Linked DNA regions of Zea mays: region 2 is linked to region 1. The links are chromatin contacts, called in public Hi-C maps. All regions are on one chromosome and are shown on one strand. Each heading gives the region's core, a stretch centred on a gene start, on an enhancer-like site or on the middle of the called end of the contact. The rest is flanking DNA. Distances are from core to core; before and after follow the strand shown. Region 1 holds the start of LOC100278591. Region 2 holds the start of LOC100282627.

Region 1 (4,809 bases), core at 1,359-3,858:
TTTTTTCTTGTCTTCTGCAGTCCATAACTTCAGAACTCGCTCACCCATCGCACCAAACCCACAGTTTTTGAAAGCCTGCTCACCCAATTGATACTTGACCCTCTTCCAGGCCTCTTTTACATTAACTTCTACGTAGGCCTCAGATCCAGGATGATAGCATTTACACATGTCATTCACTGCTTTCCTTGCCTTCGGTGGCTCCAAAGTGGGTGGCAGCCTGACCACTGTGCCCATCCTTTGCAAGGTATCATTATCATTTCTGTAGTTAGCCTTACATTCCTCAGATGGGTCATTAATCCACTCAGGGACAGCAGCTTGACATCTGACAGGGTCTATTCCAATATGTTTCTTTGTGCTTATTTGTGGTTTCTTTTTTGTTTCTGTTAGCATCCAGAAATGAATTAGATAATGATTTGAACAAAACTTTAAAATGGTAGATGAAAAGTTGGGAGGCACCAAACAGTAATAACAACAAATATTTATCAAGACTGACACTGGAAACGGGATCAGCGATATATGTTTTTCATTGACAGAAGAGATGGGCACAAAAAAATCAGTCTTATGGCAAACAATTTTCACACATTTCTACATAGCATTACTAGTCAAAGACCCTTGATATATGACAATTTAGCAAATCTAAGAACCAATCCACTCATGCATGACCAGGAGCACATATCTACAGCTATGATACCTTATTTCCTGAAGCATGAACACAAATAATTATTATGAACTATCATCTATACACAAGCACTTGCACTTGTTAAATCATCTGATTTGACTGTCATCGGACAGCGCAGATCATGGCTCCTTGTATTCTTTCTTCCATAATCAAACATAACCAACGGAAGACACATGATAAGTGATAGAATAAAACATCAAGAACCAACGCCTTGCCTGAATCCTTTTCCCACAAAATCAATGAAAATCTAACTATAATAATAATTTAATTAAGCAAAAAATATTCTTCCTACAAAGTCACAGTAGACGTTCTACAAATTGCAACGTCGACAATGAGAGTGGTAATAAAACTAACAGTGCAATATTCCAGTATACATACTAACTAGGCGTGTCGTGTGACACAATCAGAAAATCTCAATCAAGGAAATAATGAAACAACAAGAACTACACCATCAGAAATCTGAAACAAGGTAACAGTGAAAAACATTAATGACAAGGCAGCAGCAGAACTTGACGATGATGGCAACAGTTCAACGATTTCTTTCACAAACACACAACTCCAGCCAATAATTTCATCCAATAAAACCACCATCCGTCAATGTGACGTAATCTTGACATGGGAACCATGACCAAGATAATCCCACCACAATAATGTGGAAACTAGTAGCACCACTCTCCATTTGATCATCTTAAGCATGCTCAAGAGGCAAAATTTGTCATATCAAACAATACCAGAATTAATAACGCACGAGAAATGGAAGATACAGACAATCTTGGCCCTTCCAACTAAAAATGGCATGTTATTCGGATACAGAATCTGACACGAGAAATGAAAGATGCAGACGAACCAATTGCCATCCAGACAGCAGAGAATCTCGCTCTGAAGAAACGGTTACAGGCTTACAGCAAGCGAGACGCATGAAGAGACAACAGCTGATAATTACGTGTCCTAACGAATACAGAGGCATTCAATGGTGGCGAGTGAAAGACACCTAACGAAACTTTTTCCTGAGCGGATCGGAACTACGGCAAGCCTAAAAACACCGATAATATTTGGTCCATTTTAGAATAAAATTTTACGAGAGCGACGGCGATCCTCGTGCAAGCAAATCCCAAGAATTCGAACGCGTCGAGAGAACCCTGCAGTTCGGCCCAGAAAGAGCGGTCACCTCGGAGAAAGGCATGTCGGGGTTGAGCTGGGAGCGCACACACCACAACAACAGGATCACCGTCCCCAGCGACTCCAAGTCGACGTCGAGGCGACGGTTGCGCCCGCACACCACCGACCGCTCCCCCGCGGCCGCGCGCCGTGCCCACGCCACCGCGCCTTCCACGTCCACTTGCGCCGCCGCCGAGCTCCGCGTCGCGCGCCTGGGCGACGGGGCCTCGGTGCCCCTCTTGCGCTTCCTTGGACGCTCCGGGGGCCCGGACCCCCGGGTACGCACGGGAGCTACCGAGTTGGACGTCAGACTCGAGCATCGGGAGCGCCGCCTCCGCCGGCGAGATGCTTGCGGGAATGCGGCGGCGCGGCGTGGTTTTGGAGAGGGCCTTTAGCTTTAGGCGCCTGGGTTGGTGTCCCGCACTCCCGCTCTGCATTTGACTTGCCGTTGCCTCTTTCTTTTTTTTCCTTTCTGAAACCTTGCCGTTGTGGCGTTGTCCTTGTAGGGTATTTGCGAGAGACGCCGGCCGCCTCTAGCGGTGGCTGCCGGGCGCCGGCTGCGCTGCCTCGGCATTCGGCAACCTCACCATGTGAACCTGCCTTTGTATGAACATCAGTCATGATAAGTACTTCCACCTCCATGTAAAACCCAATTAAATGAGGTGTCTTTTAAAAATCTATAGAAGGCTAAGTGAACTCTTCACGAAGAGTCCATCTTCATATAAACTCTCTCTATATATTGTGTATTAACTTTATTTATAATTTAAGAGTTTATGATTGTGTCATATAGTCTTTTAGATGTCTTTTATAGTTGGAAATCTGAACTAGTCTCTAGGTCGTACATGCCCTAAGGGTCCTAGGTGGAAATGATTTGGTGACCTTTTAAATTTTCGTAGTATTTGATTTCACATAAGTCTAATTTTTTATGATTTTTTGCTAGAAGAGACAGAATAAAGGGATGTTTTACCAAATAAATATATCTGACGATTTGTTTATATCATTAATTGTCCTGGCCATCTCAAGCAAACTTTGATCTACTTATCCTGATCAAGTTGATCCCAACCTCAATCATCCTAGACAAACCTGGACTTGGTTACCCTGACCAGGTCAACCTCAACCTTAGATCGACCAAAGTGAGAACCAACATGGTCAGTGGTCACTCAGGCCAGGTTGACCTTAACTCTAGTCGCTCTGAGCTAAATCAACATAGGTCATACTAACCTTATAAGACTCTCTAGCGCCACAATCTGGTGGTCCCATGCAGGGGCGAACAGAGAGGGAGGGTTGCTAGGGCTACAATCTCGGTCGTGAGCAAAAAAGTACCAGAGTGGATCTTCTTACTAGCCCAAATGCCTCCTTTATAACCTACCATGTACCAGCTACATACACATCCAATACATGTCCATTACGACACTGATAGGTGGCAATGGTGAGAGCACCTAGAGGGGGGGTGAATAGGTGATCCTGTAAAACTTCAAAACTTAAGCCACAAAAACTCGTTAAGTGTTAGCACAGTTATGGCCAAGTGGCTAGAGAGGAGTCAAAACACAATAACCACAAGAAATCAATCACAGAGATGACACGGTGGTTATCCCGTGGTTCGGCCAAGTACAAAACTTGCCTACTCCACGTTGTGGCGTCCCAACGGACGAGAGTTGCACTCAACTTCTCTCAAGTGATCCAATGATCAACTTGAATACCACGGTGTTCTTCTTTTCTTTTCTCAATCCCGTTTGCGAGGAATCTCCACACTTTGGAGCCTCTCGCCCTTACAAAAGATGTTCACAGAGAATCACGGAGCAAGGGAGGGATTAGCAACTCACACACGACACAAAGATCACAGCGAATACGCACACACAAGACCCAGACTTGAGCTCAAGAAACTAGCACACTAGAACGGAGCTCAAATCACTAGAATGTCGAACAAGTGCGCAAGATTGATGTGTGAGTGATCAAGAGTGCTCAAGGAATGCTTGGTTCTCTCCTCCATGCGCCTAGGGGTCCCTTTTATAGCCCCAAGGCAGCTAGGAGCCGTTGAGAACAAATCTGGAAGGCCATCCTTGCCTTCTGTCGTCGGGCGCACCGGACAGTCCGGTGCACACCGGACACTGTCCGGTGCCCGATTTCTTTCCTTAACAGGCGCAGCCGACCGTTGCCGACTGTTGCAGATCTGGCGCACTGGACAGTCCGGTGCACACCGGACAGTCCGGTGCCTCCTTCCGACCGTTGGCCAGACCACGTGTCGCGCGCAGATTCCGCGGCCGACCGTTGGCTCGGCCGACCGTTGGCTCACCGGACAGTCCGGTGCACACCGGACAGTCCGGTGAATTATAGTCGTACGCCGTCGGCAAAATTCCCGAGAGCGGCCTCTTCGCCCGAGGCAGCCTGGCGCACCGGACACTGTCTGGTGCCCCAGACCGAAGCAGCCTTTTGGCTGTACACAGCCAACTCTTCTTCTTCCTTCTTCTCTCTGTTTCTAACACTTAGATAAGTATGTTAGTACACAAAACCAATGTACTAAGGCTTAGAAACATACCTTTACTTGTGATTTGCAACTTGTCCATCCATGGGCATAGATTCACATTTAAGCACTTTGTGTTGGCACTCAATCACCAAAATACTTAGAAATGGCCCAAGGGCACATTTCCCTTTCAATCTCCCCCTTTTTGGTGATTTATGCCAACACAACATAAAGCAACTAGAACAAGTTCAAAATCACTTCAAATAAAACAAATTTGAGTTTTATTCAATTTTGGCATATATGGATCATCGTTTGCCACCACTTGGTTTGTTTTTGTAAATCAAACTCACATCTCTATCTCTAAGTCAAACACACATGTTGAAGCATAAAGAGAGTCATTCCAAAAAGAGATTGATCAAAGATTTCAAAAACTCCCCCTATTTCCCATAATCAATACTTCTCCCCACAAGAAGCCAACTTTTGACAAAAGAGACAACAAGAGAGTTTTGAC
Region 2 (4,809 bases), core at 1,725-4,224, 140 kb after region 1:
TTGGGAGAGCTTTATGATGGTAAGTTTCCAAACATCATACTGAAATATATAATATACTGAAATATATAATATATATTTCTTTGTCATTGTGTAGGACACTTGGCTGAAGGGACTTGGAATTGCACTTCTCTTGAGGCACCGCAAGAGGAAGAACTGAATGAGCAACTTCAGGATGCAGAAGATGGACCACAAGGCTTTGATCTGAATGTTGTTCATGATGTAGATGATGAAGTTGATGATGCACTCGCTGAAAGGAATGAAGATATGCTTCAAGGAAGGACTAATACTCTGTCACGAGATGAAGAAAGTGGACAGCGAAGACCTGCTGCGTCAAGAAACAAGCAAGAAAAGGAACCAAAGAAGCCTAGAAAGACTGACAACATAGAAAATATGATGAACAAATACCTAGAAATGAGGAGCAAGCAAGTAGAAGATGAAGCTGCAAGAGAAAAGGAAGCAAGAGAAAAGGAGACAAGAGAAAAGGAGGCAGCTCAAAGTGAAGATTTCTCCATCAAAAGGTGCATATCAGTTCTGAACACAATGGAAGAAGTGACCAAAATGGAGAAGGCAAAAGCATATTCAGTCTTCACCAAGAGCAAAGAGAATAGAGAGACTTTCATATGTGCATGTGAAGCGGATCAAGAATCAGCTTTGATTTGGCTAAGAAATGAGATGGCTTAGTAGGTATGATATTTGTGTCTTTACCTTCCACTCAACCATATTCACTTGGGCCTTTATATTCCAATCTAATTGTTCCATTTGTTTGGACAGGTTTGGGTAATCAATCGGTGATGCTTCCCCTTTGAGAACTTTCGGTATGAGTCGTTTCTCCCTTCTTACCCATTTCAGCTGAACTTTGAATTGTCTATTCTTTCCCATTTCAGCTGCAGTGTACGTATTCGATGTAGGTTATTTCTAGTCCAATTTATTTGTCGGCCTAGCTCTGCAGATTAATTCCATTTGACCGCTCCATGTATTTTTCATGACTTCATGTACCTACGCATTACGTCAAGGCACCAGTAAGAGCATGGACGATCGTTTGTTTTTTTACCAATACTACGTGCAGGAATCTACAGTGCACTGTTGTGATTGGATATTATTGCTTTAGGAACTTATGCTTTTGCTACCTTCTATTTTCTATACTTGTATGTTGCCCAATTCATTTGAAGTTCATGCTTTGTGCTTTTGGGGTTAACCTTTCAATACCCTTTGCCCATGTCCTTGGAAGGCATTAGTGCATGACACCCATATGAGGGTCAACAAGCTGACAAGACATGATTTTTTCTTGAGTCGGTTGCCTGTGATTTAACTTTGCCATTTGGTTAATAGAATACTTTAACGTGCTATTGCTAGTAGGTATCTAAATCTCTCTCCCTCCTCTCTTGTCATATACTCACATGCTGCTATTTTCTTTTCAGATTGAGGAGATGCATCGTGAACTTTGCAGCTTGGTAATATGCTTTATTCCACCAATGTCTACGCCTCAGCCTCCAGGCTCTGTATTTAGGTCCTTTGTACAAAGTTTGGTGCTCAAAGCTAGAGGTGGAGATCATAGGATGGTTGTCAATGGGACTTTCAACAACACTGTGCTTGTTTCATTGTACACAGTAATCCTGCATTTGTTGTCTGCTGGTGCCCTTCCATCATGGTGGAGCCTAAGATTCAAAAGGAATGATGCCTATCATAGTACAGGAATGATACCAGAGTTGGATAAAAAAAATTTATCACAATTTTTTTTGTTGTGGTCCGACATCGCCTACTACCGCTGTCAGTGTGTGGCTGAAAATTTGCTTTCTTTCAACTGAAGTGACAGGATTCAATCCTTTGCTACCAAACAGATAAAAATTGCTTCCCTTGATTCATTCCAGCCGGATTAATTACATATCCGGAACAAGTGAAAGGGCCGGATTCACTGAATCCTGGCTTGTAACTGTTCCTAGCCTGGATTCATTCTTGAGCTGCCGAACAGGCCCTTATGGTTCCTCCTTCCTGTCACGGTTTCGGGAGATACTCTTCTACTGCACGGCGATGTTCGACATGTTGGACGCAACCTTACCGAGGGAGAGCGAATCTCGACTGGTGTTCGAGAAACTCGTTATGGGATGCTACGTGTTCAATGGCATCTCCTGTGAGGGCAGCGACCTTGTGCTGCGCCCTAAGAAGTATAGACAGTGGCAGGCAAGAAACGAACGAACATGCCTCTTCTGGATGGCTACAAAGACGAGGTCACGAAGCATTACCACAAAGATTTCTTGGTTTGCCGGGATGGCCAATGGCTTCTGCAAGGATGGATTGGTGTGCCTGGTTAGAACAACATATATTGTATGCTCATTAATTATCGTGATAGTCTCATGCACACCTAAAGTATTTTATTACTATTGCCCCAATCTGCCAAAACTCGAGAACAATTTATATGAAAGGTATATAGCAATTTATTCAAGAATTCTATTGTCTCGGCGCCACTTATTCTAGTGTCACTAAAGGCACCATCAAAAATGACAGTTTCAAAAATAGAGGAATATATATAGTTGGACTGTGGTGGTGAAAAAAGTTGATGTTAGCTGTGAGTTGTGGAAAAAGATACGAGAAGTGAATTGTTAAAAAGTTAAAAACTATTTGGTAGAAATTAAGCCCCTAAAAGTTTTCTATATATATTCACGATTCCATCTGAAAACAGTTAAAAACAGGCCTAAAGATGCTTTCAGTTCAGCGCAATCGAAAAAGTCGGATTTTAGAAAAAACTTCTCCCTAAATCATTCTTTTGATTTAGGTTTTGATTTTTAAGGGTAAAAGTCAGAGCCAAATCACCCTAAAAAACATTATAGATGAGTGGATCAATCGAACGACTGCATACTTTCCGCTAGGGTGGGCCGCGGGCCGGGCAGCACGGTTTTCTTGGCCCGACCCTTGATCAAATCAGGTCTAGCGAAATCCAAAAGCCCGTTCGACCCCAAACACCGACTGACCGACACGACTCCCCCCTTCGTCTTCCAATCCGCCGCTGTTCGAGTAGTCGGCGGCGCGGCGCCGGCGGCCGGGGCGGCGGCGATGAATCCCCTCACGCAGGTGAAGCGGACGCAGATTATCAACCAGAAGGAGGCGCTCCTGGGCATCGGCGAGGACGCGTCGTGGCACGCCAAGTTTAAGGACTCGGCCTACGTCTACGTCGGCGGCGTCCCCTTCGACCTCACCGAGGGCGACCTCCTCGCCATCTTTGCGCAGTGAGTGGAAGACCCTCACCTTCTCCGCTTCACGCCTTACTTTCCTCCCCTCCCTCCCATCCCCGTGGAGTGGACACCGGCTGGCCGGCTGGGAGATCTGACGACTCCCCTCTCTCTCTCTCTCTCCGCTTTGGCAGGTATGGTGAGGTTGTCGACGTGAACCTCGTGCGCGACAAGGGCACCGGAAAATCCAAGGGGTTCGCGTTCCTCGCGTACGAGGACCAGAGAAGCACGATTCTTGCTGTTGGTAAGCATCCTTTTCGCCCCTCTTTTTATCTTTGGTCGCACGTGTTTTCAGTTTCAGTTAATTACTTGCTTCAGTCCTAATATTTATCGTTCTTGCTTGCCTAATTTCGCATGGTAAAGACAATTTGAATGGAGCTAAAGTTCTTGGGAGGATCATAAAGGTTGACCATGTGAGCAAGTACAAGAAGAAGGAAGAGGAAGATGAGGAGGAGCTGCAGAAGAAGAGGGAGGCCCGTGGAGTCTGCTATGCTTTCCAGAAAGGCGAGTGCAACCGCGGAGCTTCCTGCAGATATTCACATGATGAGCAGGTCAGTGTGCTATGAATTCGCATGATGAGTAGCAAACCGATGCTGGTAATGTCTTTGAGGATCAATATATCAGTTTGTCAATCAGTTTGGTCGTTGAGGGGAGATGGGTATCCTGTCATCTCGCAACCACTGTTTAATGAAGTGTACCGATGTTTTGTCATGATTGCTGGAAGCAACATAAGCTTCAATGTGCTAAGTATTGGCATTAACATGGCTTAACATGTACTCCAGTTGAATCACTGAATGGCCTAATCAGGGTGAAACCCAAATTTACATTTGTGAGATTCCTTTGCACTGTTGCGGGATTCTGTGGCTTGTGCAAAATGCCCTGTTTGTTTTTAGACCGGGGGTCGGGGGTGTCACCATAGTTTTTTTTGTGATTTGTTTGGGTCCAATTACTCCATATCCAAACATGCCCTGAAAGATTATTTCCTGTGCTTAATTTCAAAAGTCATATTTCTACGTTATATGTATAGTGTTGCTAATCACTAGCATAGCAACATGTTGGTTTGTTATCGTTATTGGTTTGGTGACAAATTCTGATGTTCGTGGATTATTATTTTTCAGAGAAATGCAAACACCGGTTGGGGTTCTAAAGAGGATAGTGGTGCACGATGGGAGCATGACAAACACAGTGATGTACCGAAGAGTCGAGGCATGTGCTATGCTTTCCAGAAGGGAGAGTGCAACCGTGGAGCATCCTGCAAATTTTTGCATGACGAGCAGGTAGGTCAATGGATGCCCTTGGTTCTAGGATTATTCACTGGGAATGCACAGTATGCAAACCAATACTTGCAGTAATTTGTGTTTTTTATAAAAACATTATTTTCATATGCATTACTAGCTAGAAAATTGGTGTCATCTATCTTGTCAATTTCACTTAATGTTTCTTGCAAGCATACCCAATATTTCCTTGTTTATAGATATGCTACGAACCTGTAATTGGAACTTGCAAATGCAAATCAAGCTTTTTTCTTATAAATAAAAAGCACGCACACTTGTGATACAATCTCCGTTAGTTATTTTCACATGTG

What was found. Hi-C and Micro-C count contacts between places; a contact is called where the count stands out from the background.
Region 2: a Hi-C map of ear shows a contact between it and region 1, with 2.0 times the contacts expected there. The contact joins the promoter of LOC100282627 here to the promoter of LOC100278591 in region 1. A contact is called at or near these places in 2 of 25 Hi-C or Micro-C datasets (ear and leaf).

What each region holds. Positions count from the first base shown.
Region 1 is chr1:301,735,901-301,740,709 of Zm-B73-REFERENCE-NAM-5.0, forward strand. It overlaps LOC100278591, which reads right to left and starts at 2,609. Exons shown (of 3, transcript XM_020549724.3): 1 at 1,848-2,609; 2 at 1-380. The coding sequence starts at 2,274.
Region 2 is chr1:301,878,293-301,883,101 of Zm-B73-REFERENCE-NAM-5.0, forward strand. It overlaps LOC100282627, which reads left to right and starts at 2,975. Exons shown (of 7, transcript NR_158978.1): 1 at 2,975-3,221; 2 at 3,359-3,468; 3 at 3,588-3,775; 4 at 4,343-4,501. It overlaps LOC103644278 (L10-interacting MYB domain-containing protein-like), which reads left to right. Exons shown (of 6, transcript XM_035964442.1): 4 at 1-19; 5 at 95-684; 6 at 772-827. The coding sequence ends at 681.